Linked DNA regions of Mus musculus: regions 1 and 3 are each linked to region 2. The links are chromatin contacts, called in public Hi-C maps. All regions are on one chromosome and are shown on one strand. The core of a region is the stretch at or near the end of the contact, and the rest is flanking DNA. Distances in the headings are between cores, read along the strand shown.

Evidence for each region. Hi-C and Micro-C count contacts between places; a contact is called where the count stands out from the background.
Region 1: a contact with region 2 is called in a Hi-C map of forebrain, with 5 times the contacts expected there. The contact joins two enhancer-like sites. A contact is called at or near these places in 6 of 484 Hi-C or Micro-C datasets (cerebral cortex, embryonic stem cells, forebrain and 1 more), 1 of 115 datasets of contacts at active chromatin or transcription factors (kidney) and 2 of 9 other capture datasets (adipose tissue and liver).
Region 3: a contact with region 2 is called in a Hi-C map of the G1E-ER4 cell line, with 2.6 times the contacts expected there. The contact joins two enhancer-like sites. A contact is called at or near these places in 1 of 15 datasets of contacts at CTCF or cohesin (the NIH/3T3 cell line), 3 of 484 Hi-C or Micro-C datasets (the Ba/F3 cell line, the G1E-ER4 cell line and large pre-B cells), 1 of 115 datasets of contacts at active chromatin or transcription factors (differentiating embryonic stem cells) and 2 of 9 other capture datasets (embryonic stem cells and liver).

What each region holds. Positions count from the first base shown.
Region 1 is chr1:52,463,908-52,466,804 of GRCm38.p6, reverse strand. Nab1 (Ngfi-A binding protein 1) reads left to right here. Exons shown (of 8, transcript NM_008667.3): 6 at 1,858-2,020. Among named protein-coding and RNA genes, the nearest start is that of Gm23460, 21 kb to the right of the region's middle. Within about 2 kb of position 1,459, at least 14 of the 459 cell types and tissues checked have an H3K27ac peak or open chromatin away from gene starts, as enhancers often do. A contact at or near this core is called in forebrain, where this site is marked.
Region 2 is chr1:52,149,528-52,152,539 of GRCm38.p6, reverse strand. It overlaps Stat1 (signal transducer and activator of transcription 1), which reads right to left. Exons shown (of 25, transcript NM_009283.4): 19 at 1,872-1,921; 20 at 1,208-1,302; 21 at 162-307. Among named protein-coding and RNA genes, the nearest start is that of Stat1, 32 kb to the right of the region's middle. Within about 2 kb of position 1,694, at least 100 of the 459 cell types and tissues checked have an H3K27ac peak or open chromatin away from gene starts, as enhancers often do. A contact at or near this core is called in the G1E-ER4 cell line and forebrain, where this site is marked.
Region 3 is chr1:52,653,630-52,656,747 of GRCm38.p6, reverse strand. It overlaps a transcript of Mfsd6 not described here. Among named protein-coding and RNA genes, the nearest start is that of Nemp2, 24 kb to the right of the region's middle. Within about 2 kb of position 1,292, at least 81 of the 459 cell types and tissues checked have an H3K27ac peak or open chromatin away from gene starts, as enhancers often do. A contact at or near this core is called in the G1E-ER4 cell line, where this site is marked.

The DNA.
Region 1 (2,897 bases), core at 210-2,709, 310 kb before region 2:
GAGGATACAGTTTGTTTCTGCTTGTTGTTAAATGTCTTCTGGTCCTCAGCTTTATCTGTCTGATGGCAGGAACATCTTGGTTTCATTTGGCTCATGAACAGAATCTGATAAGCTGTTACTTACTCTCTGTAGTTCTGTAGGAAGTGACACATTCTTTGAGTATCAGGGAAAACAGCCATTTTGGTACAACTCTTAGGTAAAATAGCACAAGATCTCAATAACATATCGTCAACATTGCTACTCTTACCCCATTTAAAGCATTACTGAACAATTGTTAAATTAGTGTGTAGCTTTGGATAATTTTATTAATTTCTGTGTATATGTCAGGGGGTGCATGCTTGTGTGGGTGCACAAGGGTGCTGGTAGGTGTACTCATGTGTGCACCTGTTTATAGAGGCCAGACGGAAGCCTTGGGTGTGGTTCCTCAGGGTCCACCCACCTTGATTTTTTTGAGACAGGGCTCTTGTTAGCCTTGTTCTTATTTGTTCTTCTAGCTGGCTGCAGAGCCCCAGGAACCCAGCTGGATCTGCTCCCCACTACTGGAGTCATGGCGCATACCTCCCAGCTCAGTTCTTCATGCTGGAGTCATGGCGCATACCTCCCAGCTCAGTTCTTCATGTGGGTGCTGGGATTTGAATTTGGTTTCTCAGGCTTCTACAGCCAGTACTGTGTGCTACAATAGCTATCCTCCTACCCCAAAATCTTAGTCAATTTTTAACTATGTATGTGCTCAGAAGTGGACATTTCCAAAGTCCGTGTGTGAATGTCCCTTTTAGACAGAACTGCAGACCTGTTTGCAGGCCCGTTTAGTATTGCCAAACCTTGCTACTATGTTTCCCTCCCAGAATGGCCTGTTGAAATGTCCCCAGTTAACTTGCCAAAATGAAGTTGTTACCTTTGATCTGGTTTGTACATGTCTAGAAAAGTAATAAGGGTATTTCTTCTGTTTTTTAATCCATTATGTGTTCCATCTATTGATTTTTAAAATTGTGAATCATGACTTTTGTAACCAATTTTACATAGTGGCATTCTTATAGTACTTTTATATAACATGATAATGAATCATATCTGCATTTTGACTATTACTTCATTGGCAAATGTCATATAGACACACTGCTTTGAATATCACATGCAAGTAATTTAAAGCAGAACACAGAAAAGGAGCCTCTAAAACACGTGCAGAGGTGACCTCATATGTCACACAGCAGCCTTCTGTTTCAAACATGTCCATCTATGCGTGGTTTGGAAATGCTGCTTCACTCTGGGATGGAGGCAGAGATCCTTGCTGGCAGGGATGCCTCTCTGCATAATTTGCATTGTTTAATTTTGGTGGGAGGTGTGTTTGTCTTGTTCTTCTAGACAAGCATTTTACACCTTTTCTCCTCCAAGCAGGCTGTCATCATAGCAGAATCTGGGTAGCGCCAAATCCTAAAATAAGATGCCAGGATTTCACCCTGTGCTCAAAGCAGTTGACAGCAGATGTTGCTGCTGCTCTTAGGCTCTTTTTTTCCATCTTCTTTCTTTCTTGATTTCTTTTCTTTTTTTCTATTTTAGAAAGAAGGGGAAATCCTTTAAAGGACTCAGAACCTTGGGAAACAAAGTGAAGCTTACATTGGCTTTGAGTTTACATAGAGTTCTCTTTATGGGACTGAAAGGAAACCTTTTGAACAAACCTGGTGTCTTACATGACACAAGCATGCATTCATAGTTATGGAGGCAGATATACATCCACAGGAAGTGTGAGCTCCTTTTAATAAATACTAAATGCATTCGCTGGTGTCTCAAATTAGCAGCATCAGGCCATGAAGAAATCTAGAATGCTTTAGTTATTGCTTTTATCTTTGCTTTACTCACTAGCAGGCTGAAAAGGGGATGGCGAAGCAGATGGAGCTCCTGTGTGCCCAGGCCGGGTATGAGAGGCTGCAGCAGGAGAGGAGACTCACGGCCGGGCTCTACAGGCAGAGCTCCGGCGAGCAGAGCCCTGATGGCGGCCTGCCTTCTGATAGCTCTGATGGACAAGGTGAGCCTCTGCAGTGACTGGCCACTTGCCTCTCAAAGAGAAGTGGGGAGAATGGATTCCTTTATGTCTTGAAGGGATCATATCTGCAGAAATCCATTTTCACTAGTCCCTTTTCAGAGGAAAGTGGTCATCCTGCATCCTGTATATTTTAATTTCTAAAAGTCCTTACGTTTTATTATTCCTGTACTGTAGCTTGCGCATGTGTAGAGGCTTGGTCAGGACAGGGATGTGCGAATACAGCCCATTTCCCCTAAGAAACAGATTCCGTCAAAGATGCTGCTTTGCTGATAGCACCTGTTTCCTTGTGGTGCTAGGATTGAACCCAGGGCCTTCCACTGAAGTACACCCTCACCTTTTCCAAACGACAGAAACATCGTTCTTTAAATTTCAAAAATCAATTTGTCTAAAATGTATATTTGTTTCCTAACACAAGTCTGTGTTAGAAAGCTGAGTCATGAGTGTTTTTACTACTCTGAAAAAAAAAATGTTTTTGGCTTTTCTCCTGTCTTCAGTATGAAGAAAACCCCATGTCATTGTCATCCACTCATTGAAAAGGTTTTTTGAAGTGTTTTCTATATGCCAGGCAGGCCTCCAAGGCCAGAAGGCAGAGCAGTGCAAAAGACATCCTTGCTTATGCACAGCTTAGCTTCAAGTAGCGAGGAATGGTGTGTAGCCCTGTAAATCGGTCCTTAGCTTCAATATCAGTAAATAGTATACTGAAGGATATTGTCTTATTTTATGTATTATTTACTTTCTAGTAAGTGCTTAGTATTGTTAATAATTTCTTTCACCAAGTAAGAGTCCATCTTTTAAAACATGATTTAAGTTCATAACTTAACCTGTTAAAAAGTAACAGGTTTTGATGTGGTATTTCATG
Region 2 (3,012 bases), core at 445-2,944:
CTATCGCCAGTGTTCACACTGCTTTAAGTCTCTATGGAGAGCCAGGCTGTGTGATTATAGGATATGCTACTTCCTTTCCACAGCTATTCCAACGGGCTGATCCTCAGCGACAGATTACAGACATGTGTGGCAGGGCGGCATGAGGGAGACCCTTCACTCACCACCTCCGTTCTGGGACCGTTCCACCCATGTGAATGTGATGGCCCCTTCCCGGGAGCTCTCACTGAATCTAAGCAGGAACGTCCCTGGCTGCTGGTCCTTGAGCAGAGCGCGTTCTCGCTCCTTGCTGATGAAGCCCATAATGCACCTGGGTATTAAAGAGATGAATGGAGACGCTTTGTGTTTCCCTCGTGAATTTAATTTTCCATTTTGACTTACAGTCTAAGAAACCTGCTGCCGCCTGACAAGAGAACATACTATGAAAATGTATGCTTTCAAAATGCTTAACTGGCACTTAAAGGGAGCATCTCACTTATAGATACATGTGCTAAGTAGGAATCAGGATGAACACCGACTGGGGTGTGGCTTGGTAAACAGGCAATGCGTCGTCGTCTGCTGTTACTTGCTGACTTTAAACACCACGCATGACAGTGTCTGCCTATGCATCTTGTACTGGGGACGCAGCCTCAGGTAACAGCGCTTCAGACACCATCACTGCTGGTCAACTGACAGGAACCCCGGAGATATCAGTTGATCCCTGGACTGAATGAGCTAAACACTTTTCTCTTTCTCTCTTTCCTTCTGTCTCCTTCCTTCTTCCCTTCTCTTCCCTTCCCTCTCCTTCTCTCCTTCCTTCCTTCCTTTTAACAAAAAAGACTGAGTCTCACTGTCAGCCGTGGCTGCCTGGAGCTTGCTGTGCTACGAGCAGAGATCAGCCTGCCTCAGCCTCAGCCTCAGCTGAAGTTAAAGATCTGCACTGCCCCATCTGGTGGTTTCTGATTCTTTATTAGGGCAGTACAGTAAATACTGACAATGTTTGTGAGAATGAATAAATACATTAATGACACTAAGAGGTTTTTGTTTTTAATTTAGCTTTTAAATAGATAGATCTAAATATAGATATCCTAAGACATGCTTAATCTCCTGAGGGTGTCCTTTCAAGGAGCCTTATACCAGGTAAGTGTGCATCTCTGAGCAAAACCCCTGCCAAATCCTGAAGGCCGGCCGGCACTCTGTCCCAGCCTTCGGAGCGCTCAGGGACGCTTACCCATCATTCCAGAGGCACAGCAGGTGCTTCTTAATGAGCTCTAGGATGGTGTCAATCCAAGGCCAGAAGGAGAAATTTTTATCATTAATATTTTCCTGCAAGTATACAAATGCACAATTGGTTAACCAAAGCACTGCTTTGCCCTGCCCCTCCAAAGAGACCCCAGATCAAGCAAGAGGGGCAGTCGTTCCTGAGTGGAAATGCCTGGCTGGCTCCCCCTGCCTCTTTCTGACTTGCTAGAGCTTCTCCCTCCTTGGCTCCCTTTCCCAAGAGCAGCACCCGGCAAAGGTGACTTCCCAGATGACTGGAAAACAAGAGTGTGCTCACTGTAGCAGAAGCCAGCATGAGCAGCTCAGCTCCTGCTGGCGAACCGTGCAGGGTCTCACCACCCTGTGCAGGTGCCCTCGAGCTGGGGTAGCTCTGCACAACTGCTCCGTGCACGGTTCCCACGGCCTTAGCCAGAGCCCTGCTGATTAAGAGGCTGGGGCGAGGGATGTGGGAGAGTGTTATCACTCAGGCAGGTGCTTCCTGCCGGCTGGTCTCGGTCGGTCTCTGCTTGCAGACCAACCTCCTGCCCTGTAGGAAGGTAAACAACTTGTCCTAGTGGGTGTGAGGGGGACACATGAACATGCCAGAGTAAGCAAACAACCCAGGGAGGACCCACCTTACAAAACCTTGTCCATGGAATAAGACCATCAGGGCCAGCATTAGGGCCTAGAAACAAACACAAAAACGAACAAACAAACAAAAATCGCCTTTTTACCAAACAGAAATTGATCTGCTGCTCTAGTTGGACTGAGAGCTCTTGTATCTATTGCAAAGGGTGACTACAGCAGAGGTGATATTCTCTCGTATATTAACTTGAAATGGGCCTCTAGTTACACAGGCTGAAAGGACCAACAAGCAGTTTAAAACCTACGAATGGTGGCTTTGTTTCACCCCCTTTATTTATAGGCAGGGTCTCCCCGTGTAGCTCAGTCAGGCCTCAAACTCCTTGCTTCCCATCCTTGCCTCCGACTCCGCCAGCCTGAGATGACAGATGCGCACCACCATGCTGCTGTCTGTTGGTTTGATTCCAACAGCATGAAGGAATGCATGGAGGATTACTGAGATCGGATTATGAAAGCGCAGAGGAAGCTGACATCAAGCCAGCCATCTGGTGCCTCTTAGCTCCTTTCCCAGAGAGCAGGCAGAGCTCTATAAACCCCACCCCAGGACACGCCCTTCCAGGCTGATCTGACTTTGGCATGACCCCTGTCTCCCTGAAGGCTCTGTGGAGAAGCCACCCTTGTCTCTACCCAGCACCACTTCCCGCTGTTCCTCTGCCTACATGAAGTCCCTCCCCACCAAAAGCCCTGCAGAACAAATGTGCAGTTCCAAATAAGGCCGAGATCTCCGGTGGATTTTATAAGCTCACTGTACTTAGATATATCCCTCAGCCTTCTCACAAATTGGACAGTTGTTCAAACTGATACAAGCCATAAATATAATTAGCCATATGAATTAATGCAGCATGTGGTCTGAGCTGTGTTAAGTCCACTACTTTGTTTAAGGGAAACCACTGATACGCTACAACAAGCAGGGAAAAAAAAATCCTTGTATCTCACCAAATGTGGAATACAGAACAAGGTCTGAGACCCTTGTTAATGTGCACAAGTGAGTGAAGACCCTTCCAGGGACATTCAGTTAAGAAAGACCCACTTCGACTACCGTCTGCATCACCCTGCTACACAGACCGCAAACCTGGACAACGGTATTGATGGAATTTTAAAGACATGCTTCAGATATCCGGTTCATTGGCAGGT
Region 3 (3,118 bases), core at 43-2,542, 500 kb before region 2:
ATGCTCGTGCAATTACAGAAATGAAGTGGGAGACAGGCTGAGCCCCACCTATGAATGTACAGTATGTGGATTGTGAAAGTGACTGTAGGGAATCAGAGCGTTGTATCTTGTGTTTACAATTCTGGTTGATTTCTTTGAAAAGCTGCTGGTTTGGGAAATGCACAGTGGGTGTATTGAAATAAAAGGTAAATACCATTTTTAAATATTTCGTAAATGAAAAACACGTGACCAAACAAGAGAACATCCTCTGCTCTGTAATGAATGACACCAAATTCAATATGCCTTCGTTACAAAATGTTTACTGTGAGCGTCGATCCAACAGTGCAGTAATTTCTAGCCTTTTGAGCTGACACCTTCACGAGTTTGTGGACTTTGTGACTTTTTCTTCCTGTTCTTACAGTGCCATATGTCACTTGAAAAATATTAAAGTGAATTCCAATTAAACTTGATTTGAGAATTTTATAACCTCTCTTGAGATCCTTAGAAATACTCAGGGATGTCAAAGCTGAGGCTAGGAATCACTACCATAGTGATTTGTCCTGCTCCTCTCTGCCTGCAGGAAGTTATGCTACCCTAGAGTTCTGTGTGAACCCAACTTGGCTCGATGCTATTAACTAGACTATTCTTTTTTTTTAATTAGGTATTTTCCTTGTTTACATTTTCAATGCTATCCCAAAGGTCCCCCATACCCACCCCCCCAACCCCTTACCCACCCACTCCCCCTTTTTGGCCCTGGCGTTCCCCTGTACTGGGGCATATAAAGTTTGCAAGTCCAATGGGCCTCTCTTTGCAGTGATGGCTGACTAGGCCATCTTTTGATACATATGCAGCTAAAGACAAGAGCTCCAGGGTACTGGTTAGTTCATATTGTTGTTCCACCTATAGGGTTGCAGTTCCCTTTAGCTCCTTGGGTACTTTCTCTAGCTCCTCCATTGGGAGCCCTGTGATCCATCCATTAGCTGACTGTGATCATCCACTTCTGTATTTGCTAGGCCCCGGCATAGTCTCACAAGAGAGAGCTATATCTGGGTCCTTTTAGCAAAATTTTGCTAGTGTGTGCAATGGTGTCAGCGTTTGGAAGCTGATTATGGGATGGATCCCTGCATATGGCAATCACTAGATGGTCCATCTTTTTTGTCACAGCTCCAAATTTTGTCTCTGTAACTAGACTATTCTTAAAGCAGAGTAATAGTACATGCCAAAGGCCAGCACAGCTCAAGAGCCAGAGTCATAGGACAGTGCTACTTTATCGTCCTAGTGAGCTTGCAGTGGCAGGAAGTTGCAGTGGCAGGAAGTTGCAGTGGCAGGAAGTTGCAGTGGCAGGAAGTTGCAGTGGCAGAAAGCAGGCAGGTGGCTAGCACTCCCGGGGATTTGCAGCTTGCTCATGGGACTCCTAAGCAATATGCCTCTCGGCATATCAGTTAAGTAGAGCAGCTGCAAAAGGGGAAGTTCATCCATGGTTAGGTCATTTGTTTTTCAAAAGCCCTACCTGGTATACATAACCTTCCCCATTGAAAATATGAGGATTCTTAAGCGAATAGGGCCTAAGTTATGGGATCATGGTCAGAGCCAGGACACAGACTCAACTCTTGCTAACACCAGAGCCCTGCCTACCACCTTCCCATCCTAGTGGGAGGGAAAGCGTCCACGGTGGTACAAGACATAAATAGCCAAGCCATGAGTTCTGTGTGCCTGAAACCTATGTGTGTTTGTTTCTATTCTTGATTTCTAGACATTCTCTAAAACCTTAAATCAGCATCCCAAGCAATAGCCTTACCAATAAAACGTCCTGACAAGATTGTAGGCTACTTTTGTTGTCCCAGTATGAGTGCTATGGGCTGCTTGTGACTCTTACAGTGGATATGTACCTACTGTGTCTCTGAGGATTTCTATCTTTTTTTGTTTGGTTGGTTGGCTTTATTGTTTGTAGAACATGATTTTAGTATTTTCAACTGTTAATATTCAACAAACAGAATCATTTTAAGATATATTTTGTTGTATTTCATTTCTGATTTTATTAATTTAGATACTGTCTTTGTGCCCTCTGGTTAGTCTGGCTAAGGGTTTATCTACCTTGTTGATTTTTCTCAAAAAAACAGCTTCTGATTTTGATTCTCTGTAGAGTTGGTTTTGTTTCTACTTGGTTGATTTCAGCCCTGAGTTTGATTATTTCCTGCCATCTACTCCTCTAGGGTGTATTTGCTTCTTTTTGTTCTAGAGCTTTCAGGTGTGCTGTCAAGCTCCTGTAAGCTCTCTCCAATTTCTTTTGGGAGAACTTAGAGCTATGAGTTTTCCTCTTACAACTGCTTTCCTTGTGTCCCATAAATTTTGGTATGATGTGTCTTCATTTTCATTAAATTCTAAAAAGCGTTTCATTTTTTTTCTTTTTTTCTTCCTTGACTGAGTTATCATTGTGTAGAGCATTGTTCAGCTTCCACGTGTATGTGTGCTTTCTGTTGTTTTTATTGATATTTAAGACCAGCCTTAGTCTGTGGTGATCTGATAGTGTGCATGGAATAATTTCAATCTTCTTGTATCTGTTGAGGCCTGTTTTGTGACTGATTATATGGTCAGTTTTGGAGAAGGTACCATGAGGTGCTGAGAAGAAGGTATATTCTTTTGCTTTAGGATGAAATGTTCTATAGATATTGTTAGATCCGTTTGGTTAATAAGTTCTGTTAGTGTCTCTGTTTAGTTTCTGTTTCCCTGATCTGTCTATTCCTGAAAGTGGGGTGTTGAAGTCTCCCACTATTATTGTATGGGGTACAATGTGTGCTTTGAGCTTTAGTAAAGTTTCTTTTATGAATGTGGGTGCCCTTGCATTTGGACCATAGATATTCAGAATTGAGAGTTCTTCTTGGTTGATTTTTCATTTGACCAGTATAAAGTGTCCTTCCTTATCTTTTTTGATAACTTTTGGTTGAAAGTTGATTTTATTGGATATTAGAATGGCTACTCCAGCTTGTTTCTTGGGACCACTTGCTTAGAAAAATGTTTTCCAACCTTTTACTCTGAGGTAGTCTCTGTCTTTGTCACTGAGGTACATTTCCTGTATGCAGCAAAATGCTGGGTCCTGTTTACGTAGCCAGTCTGTTAATCAATGTCTTTCTATTGGGGA